Linked DNA regions of Mus musculus: region 1 is linked to region 2. The links are chromatin contacts, called in public Micro-C maps. All regions are on one chromosome and are shown on one strand. The core of a region is the stretch at or near the end of the contact, and the rest is flanking DNA. Distances in the headings are between cores, read along the strand shown.

Evidence for each region. A called contact is a pair of places that touch in the nucleus more often than the background predicts.
Region 1: a Micro-C map of brown adipocytes shows a contact between it and region 2, with 2.1 times the contacts expected there. The contact joins the promoter of Hcrtr1 here to the promoter of Col16a1 in region 2. A contact is called at or near these places in 1 of 39 promoter capture datasets (embryonic stem cells), 1 of 484 Hi-C or Micro-C datasets (brown adipocytes), 3 of 115 datasets of contacts at active chromatin or transcription factors (embryonic stem cells, pancreatic cancer cells and stem cell-derived neural progenitor cells) and 2 of 9 other capture datasets (adipose tissue and pancreatic islet).

Annotation. Positions count from the first base shown.
Region 1 is chr4:130,136,644-130,140,833 of GRCm38.p6, reverse strand. Hcrtr1 (hypocretin (orexin) receptor 1) reads left to right here and starts at 1,672. Exons shown (of 9, transcript NM_198959.2): 1 at 1,672-1,826; 2 at 2,638-2,755; 3 at 3,167-3,404; 4 at 3,544-3,722. The coding sequence starts at 3,206.
Region 2 is chr4:130,045,231-130,049,183 of GRCm38.p6, reverse strand. Col16a1 (collagen, type XVI, alpha 1) reads right to left here and starts at 1,344. Exons shown (of 70, transcript NM_028266.5): 1 at 1,101-1,344. It overlaps Gm12963 (a long non-coding RNA gene), which reads left to right and starts at 762. Exons shown (of 6, transcript XR_003955360.1): 1 at 762-776; 2 at 1,258-1,522.

The sequences.
Region 1 (4,190 bases), core at 423-2,922, 91 kb before region 2:
AGACACACAAATACCCATGGCTAGTTTCTTTAGAGACATCCTAACCACCCTCTGTGAATATATAAACCCTCTCCCTTATCACCCCACTGTGTCTCTCTCTGTGTGTCTCTGCTGTCTCTCTGCCTCTCTCTGTCGCTGTCTCTGTCTCTGTCTGTCTCTGTCTCTGTCTCTGTCTCTGTCTCTGTCTCTCTCTCTCTCTCTCTCTCTCTCTCACACACACACACACACACCACAGTCCCTCTTCTCTGGAGTCCTTCATCCATCCCCTGCCTCAGGCAGCACTCAGAGCAGACATGACAGTTTTAGAGTCCTAGAGATCTGTGGCCTATATTCTTGCATACAGATGCCACAACTACCCAAGGACAGAGTTTCTGCCTTGGGTCCAGCCACTCCCATTCTTCCAGAGTAGATAGAGGTCACCAGACCCAGAAGGGTGATGTCCTAGTCATCTGCTCACAGACCCCCTGTTTGCATCTCCAGTGCCTTAGAAGAGGGTCTGGCTGCAAAGGGAAGATGGTGGTTACAACTCCCAGGAAGGAAGGGATGTGTGAGAAAGGACCCTTGCTTGGACGACACTGTCTTGAGGTGATAGGTGGACAAAGTCCCCACCCACCTGCTAGGATTCCCAGGAGACCTGATCCAATCATGTGCACCTGCTGTTGTCTGCCTTAAAGACACACACACACACACACACACACACACACACACACACACACACCTCCGTGTTAACCCAAGGGCCACTTGGTCCTGCTTCCGGCTTCAGAGCAGGTGTTGCTGTTCTAGGAAGTCCTGGGTGAGCTCTTCTGCTCTGTTGTGACTCTCAGCTCCCTAGGTCTCACCCATCTTTGTGGACACCATAGGGAAATGCCTTACTCCCCGGAAGCCTACATCCTATGCAGAACTGGGGGTTAGAGGGGCTCTGGGAGATCTGAGAGTGAAACACAGGTTCGAACCTCAGCACTGCCTCTGACCTTGGGCAAAGCCCCGAGCTGTGTGTATCCAAGGACTTATCTGTAAAATGGGGACAGTAATAACTATCTCCCCCAGGCTGACGCGGGGATTAAATGAGATCATGCATTGAGTATCCTGTGGAAATGGCGGCCGTATTACAGGTTCATTGCTTGCCACAGAGATTGGTAAATATTGAGTTAATGAACGCCTCCAGCTTCCCTTCTTCTGCCTCCACCTCATGTCTGTGCTTTAGGAGGGGGAAAGTAAATGTGAACAAGAAGGATTTGGGGCAGGGAGAACGGGAAAGATCAGGGCTTTCTGACATCTCTGGACACCAGCTGCTCCAGCGCGTCCTGAGATTGCTTGAAGGCGGCACCGGCATCCTCTTACCCTTATGCCACTCACCTGTGCCACCACCCTAATCGGTCAGGTGAGGCAGCAAGTAGTGGTGGGGTCCACCCCTGCTCTGTGGCCCCTCGACGCTCCCCACCCCAGGTGCGTGCTGAATGCCGGGTGGCGGGAGCGTAAGTGTGCGAAGGATGTGAATGAGCCAGTGGACGCGTGAATGGAGGTGGATGGAAGCGTGAAGTACAAGGCGGGGCTCCAGCTGGGTGACCTCGAGTGCAGACAGGCCGGGGCTCCCTCCCCTCTCCTCCCAGCATCCCGCTCCGCTCCCCTCCCCGCGGCGCGCAGCCCTCCCTAGCCCTCCCGAGCTACCGCGGGCACCAGAGCCGGGACCACGCAGCCACTGAGCGGACAGCGCCGCCTCAGGAGGGGGCTACCCCGCCGCGTCTCCAGTTCCGCACCAAGGCGAAGTCCCGCGAGCAAGGTCCAGGTTCCAGCAACGGAGGATGCCCGGGGCCGGGAGCCAACAGGTGCGGGGCGTGGGCGACCCCCAGGACTGACTTGGGGATTCCAGAAGAGCATCGGCAGGTGATGGAGGGGGCTGGAGTCTCTGGGGACCTGGGTGCCGGAAGACTGCGCCACCCCCCACTCCGCTCACCTCCGGGAGGTACCCTTTAGCGCACTTGCTGCCCCTTCTGGGAATCCTCCCAGACCCCCTAAGGAGCAGGGAGGTCCCGCTGGGAAATCGGTAGGCCAATGTCTCTGCCCCTTCCCCTAGGGCTCTCGAAAGGACTGTCCATCCTCTTAACACCAATCTGGGGTCGTCCCTACCCAGCCAAGGGAAGAAGGGGTCTGAGCAAGGGAGGAGGGAGCGGCCTGAGCCAGGCCGGATTTATGAATGGAGAGCGGCCTGCGCACCGGCTCAGCGACCCCTGGCGGCCGTCGGGGAGCATCTCGGCCCCGGGGACTCCAGGAGACCTAGCAAGGGGGGTCTTGAGAAGCCTGTTTCTTGGCGTGAGGATCCTCCTTTCGTCTCTCCTAGGAAGGTGCTTACCCGCACTCCTCTTCGCGGGTCTGTGCGTTCCCGCGCGTGTACGCTCACTGAGGAGGATCTGGCAAGTCTAGTGGGCGGGACCTAGGTCTTTAATATCTCCCTGCACCCTTTTCCCAGCCAAGGGAAAAGGCTTGAGGACTGACTCAAGAAAGAATATTTGTCGTTGGGGATGGGTTTCCTTCCTAAATCTGTGGTGGCCGGAGGACTCAGACTGTCCTGGATTGGCTTTGTGACCTTGAACAAGGGACTCAACCTCTCAGCTTCCCGTCTCTCCATCCACACAACAGGGCTTGCTAATAATGATACCGAATACTGACTGGAGGGCCAGCTTCTGGGTGTACCAGGCTCTGGGTGAAGTAGTTCCCAAACCTTAGAGCTCAATACTCTTCATCGTGGCTCTGGAAGGTAGGTAACTTTAATACTCTGTTGGACCACTGGGTGGGGAAACTGAGTCTCAAGGAGGGAGGTAAAAGGTGCCTAGCTCCACCATTCCCACCCCATGACTAAGAATAAAGAGACGGAGGTAGACAAAGTCCCTAATGTCCTCTTCTTTCCTTCCTTCCTTCCTTCCTTCCTTCCTTCCTTCCTTCCTTCCTTCCTTCCTTCTTTCCTTCCTTCCTTCCTTCCTCCCTCCCTCTCTCCCTCCCTCCCTTCCTCCCTTCCTTCCTTCCTCCCCTCCTTTCTTCCCTCCTTCCTTTCTTCCCTACCTCCTCTCCCTCAGGAAGTTTGGTCTGAGACCCCAAAGACCTGAGGGCAAGACCAGGGCCTTTGAAAGGAGTGGGCTGAGGGCTTGTGGGAGTTTCTCTTTCTCCACAGAGCCCAGGACTCTCCTCAGCTGAAGTGGCTCCTAAACTCATGGAACCCTCGGCCACTCCTGGGGCCCAGCCTGGAGTCCCCACTAGTAGTGGGGAACCCTTCCATCTGCCTCCAGACTATGAGGACGAGTTCCTCCGATACCTGTGGCGCGATTATCTCTACCCGAAGCAGTACGAGTGGGTTCTCATTGCAGCCTACGTGGCTGTGTTCCTCATAGCCTTGGTGGGCAATACCCTGGGTAGGTGTCTGTTTTCTTCTGAACTAGAGGGAGTCCTGGGCCTTCCCTTCATACCCATTCTTGCTGGTGAGGTCGGGATGGGGCCTGAATGTGTGTGGCTTTGCTAACTGGCTTCACCTCACCTTGCTGCTCTCTGCAGTCTGCCTGGCTGTGTGGCGGAACCACCACATGAGGACAGTCACCAACTACTTCATTGTCAACCTGTCCCTGGCAGATGTGCTGGTGACTGCCATCTGCCTGCCTGCCAGCCTGTTAGTGGACATCACCGAGTCGTGGCTCTTCGGCCAGGCTTTGTGCAAGGTCATTCCCTATCTCCAGGTTAGCTCTCCCATGGCCCTCAGCACCCTCTACCACATCTGTCCAAAACCTATGACCTTGGTGGCTTTCAGTAACTTTATTGTTTGCCTTTCAGTCAAGTTACACTGGCTTAGGACTCTTGTGGGGCTATTCAAACCACCAGGCTGGACAGTTGGGAACACAGACACAGCCCGACATACACACATAGACAAACTTGACCACACACACACAGAGACACATACACACACACAGACACACACACAGAGTTACTTTCGGGTCCACAGGCACATGCAGAGAAGAGACAGAAGCCCACAGTGACAGACCTGCACTTAACAGGTCTGCTCCCTGACTCCAGTAGGGACCAAGAGAGACAAACAGAATTCTCTCTCTAGTCTCCTTCCCCAACGCTGGACACCAGGACACCCAGATGATATCAGTGGAATAGGAAGAGGACTAGCCAGAGACCACCACGGCCTCTTAGTAGCCCTT
Region 2 (3,953 bases), core at 95-2,594:
TAGCCCTGCCAGGCACCTACAAGGTCAGGGGCTGAAGACTGGACTGAGTCTCTTGGCAGAGATCACAGGGCTGTGTATGAGCCAAGAAAGCTTCCCCTTGTGTGTACAGGGGCAGGAGAGCAGGTCACCAGGGCTCAGGACCCCGTTGCCAACCTCTCCCGCTGATGGATGCTCGTCTTTTTGTTTTATTAAACCCTGATGGATGGGCCCAGATAAATCAATGCAGGCTCAGCAAGTGGCCAGCAGAGTCATATATCATCTGGCCCCTTCTAGGACAGGCAGATCATGAGCACACAAAGCCATGTGTATCAATACAATACACATAGGCTTATAGGCACATAGGTGCCGGGACTGTGCAATCAAACCTAGCTGCAGGCAAGCGAGCTAAGAGACATGAGAACTGATAAGCCCAGTTTACATACATGCTCCTGTCCAGAGCCAGACTATGAGCACCCTCCAGGAGGCTCTTCTGTTGGTACTTTCTTAGGCAAGTCAGATTTTGTACGGTGCCATGCTTACTTATCTCCCTTATTGCTGGATACAGAATAAAGGATGCCTTCACGCATGCGTGTGTGTGTGTGTGTGTGTGTGTGTGTGTGTGTGTGTGTGTGTATATATATATATATATATGAGGCTGGACTCTTGGGATGGATCTGTGCCCCCACCTCAGTCATCTCCCATCCTAGGGGTGTGCATCCCCCCCACTCTCCAACCCCAGCCTGACCTTCCCTTCCTGACAGCCAGTGGAAAGGTAGCCGACTATGAGCAGCATGTGGGTGCATGTGGAGGCGTGAACATAGAGATGGGCTCAACATGTTCACCACTCTGGCTCCTACTCCCAGGCCTCAGATTGAGTGAAGGGCTTGTAGGGATGAGCTAGAGAGATGCTTCCAAGGAGACCCCGCCCCCCTCAACACAGACACAGATGGAGGCAGAGACAGCAGGACCAGCATGGAGTTTCCAGATCACCCCACGGCAGAAAAAGAGCACTGAGGCCCTCAGAGAGGGCTAGCCACTTGCCCCAGGTCACATAGCGAGTCAGTAGCAGAATATGCCCTTTCAGCTCAGAGGGAGAAGCAGCCCAGTGCTGGCCCACTTACCAACGGCCCGCGGAGCCCTTCACTGAGCAATCCTGGCAGCCCTAAGGCTGCCAGCTATGGGAAGCAGGGCCAGGGGTCCACGGCCCACAGGAGGATCCTCGATCTCTCCCTGCCAGTCTGCGCTGACCCCAGCTTTTCCACGTCCTGAGTTCTCTAGACTGAGTGCAGCGCAGCGTGCGCGCACACTCACACGCCTGCTTGCAGGAACTGCCGGCCGCTCCTGGAGAGGGAAGAGGGCGGTTCCAGGGGGCTGGGGGCCTGCCAAGAGGCTAATGGAACACAGCTGGGCCGGCCCGCCAGGCTGGAGGAGGAGGGAGACCGCGAGGGTTCGGCGGCTGCGGAGGCACTGGCCATTGGCCTGCACCGCCGCGCTCCTGGCCTGGCCCTGCGCCCGGGCCCGCCCGTCCCGCTTCCCCAGCCAGGTGAGCCTGCGGGTGAGCGGAGCAAGGCGGGACCCTGCGTGCCCAGAGCTGCCCTGGAAGGGGCGCCTGCGGCTGGCTGGCTGGCGGGAGGGAGGCCAGGCTAGGCGCGCCCGGGACCTCCTTAGTGCCCCCCCTAATTTCCTTGGCTGAGACCCCAGAAAGCTGGAGAAGACTAGAGACCCCTCCTCCATAGTCGTGGAACCCGCGACGTGGCTGCTGACCAAGCCTCGGTGGTCAGCTTTTTCCAGTGCCTGGGCCTAGCATTCCTAGGCTGTAGAACCTCTGCTTGCACTGGGAGGAGGGGATAGAGCACCACTCCCCAACCCTGTGCTAAATTAACTCCTTCTGCTCTGTCCCCATTTCTACAGAAGTAGGGTCAGGGAGTCCTCTTGGACTCCAGAAGGTTGGAAAGACTCAGATCCCTACCCCCTGCCCCCTCCCTGCTCCCTGCTTTAAGAAGACTTTTTTTTAAATTAATTTATTTTGTATGTGTATGTGCGGAACGTGTACACAGGCATAGTTGTAAATGCCATGTTGTATGTGTGGACGCCAGAGAACAATTGATGGAGTTAGCTATCTCCTTTCACAATAGGGGTTCTGGGGGAATCCCGCTAAGGTGGTCAGTCTTGGTGGCCAGCACATTTACCTGCTAAGCCATCTCCATGGCCCTCAAACTTGGTTTTGTTCTCTTTTTAACTGGATATTGAGCCTAGAGTTTGCATATTCTAGGCTAATGCTCCCCCCCCTTGGTGGTATAGTGGTATGTGTGTGTGTGTGTGTGTGTGTGTGTGTGTGTGTGTGTGATGTGTAAATTTGTGCAGGTGTACACACACATGCTTGGTGGTGGCAGCCTGTTGCCTTTAATCTCATCACTCAGGAGGCAGAAGCAGGTGGATCTCTGTGAGTTGAGGACAGCCTACTCTACAAAGTGAGTTCCAGGACAGCCAGGGCTACACAGAGAAACCCTGTCTCAAAAACAAACAAATAAACAAACAAAAAAAACAACCAAACGAAAAACCCAAACCGCTCTGTTGCTCAGGCTGGCCTTGAGCTGGTCTGGGACAGAAGCAAACCTAGAACTTTCTATTTTTAAGATAGGTTCTCACTATGTAGCCCTGGCTGTCTTGGAACTCCCTTTGCAGACCAGGCTGGCCTTGAACTCACAGAGATTCCCCCTTGCTTAGAGAACGCTGGGACTAATGATGCACACCAGCACACCCAGCCAAGCCTAGATCTTTCAACCCTCTAGCCTCAGCCTCCTGGGTAGTCGGTGCCCAGCAGGCCTGGTTCAAATCTACTTTTTATCTCTAATTCCATTTGCACATCTGTGAGATGAGATGCCTGCAGCTGCCCGTGTAGCTTTGTTAAAGGAAACTCATTAACATCTGTGAGAATGCTTAGCCGTGCTCTGGCACGTAAGAGGAGAGATATTTGCTGCGATTTTCATTATTGGGATCCTTAGCAGAGGACAGGGTCTGTAGGGAGTGGGGGTGGGCATTAAGGGACAGGGAGGTTTTCTTTATATACAGGGTCTAAAGAGGCAAAAACAGTTGAGTTTGGATGAACCTCAGAAAAGGAAGCGAAGCGGCTGTAGGGTATATGTTGGGGTTAGAAAGGAAGCGACTTAAGACCCTCCATCCCAAGGATGGCTTCCGGTCGGAGTAGGGTGGTTAAAGCTGTAGACCTGTGGCCCCATCTAACCCAGGCGGAGCCATGACAGGCCCGGGATTTCCCACCTCCATCCCTGAGTCAGCGGAAACCTAACCACGCTGCTACGCCATGGAGGCGCCCCACTGTGGTCCCCTCACGGAGCCTGGGCCCAGATGTGTGGTGGCAGTGGTGCGGCCTGCGAGGCGCTGAGCTCAGCAGGCAGGAAGTGCAGGAGGTGGGGCTTTCAGAAGCTCTGTCAGGAGGGCTGGGCAGGCACAGTCGGGGTTGCGAATGGAGTACTGCCCAGCTTAGAGCAGGAAAAGGAAGGAACATCCACTAGTCAGGTTTACAGGACACAACAGGGGGCAGTGCTCACACTTCACCTCCACCTTTGCTGGAGGAAAATCCAGAGTACAGGAACAAGTTGCCTAGCATCACATAACCCGTTGGTGGTAGAGTGGAGACCATGGCCAGCAAACCTAAGCAGCAGAAATGACCACACCCTGTGCCATCCTGGCCATGCCCAGCCTTCACCCACTCGTGCCCCGCTCTGCAGCTCTCAGAGTCGAAGATGCAGGAACCTGAGAGAGTGATGTCCTGAGACTTTCCTATTAGCATCCCAGAGGTGCTCATAAGAACAACCAAACCACCCAGGCAGTGGTGGTGCACACCTCTAATCCCAACACTCGGAGGCAGAGGCAGGGCATCTCTGTGAGTTCGAGGCCAGCCTGCTCTACAGAGCAAGTTCCAGGACAGCCAAGGCTACACAGAGAAACCCTGT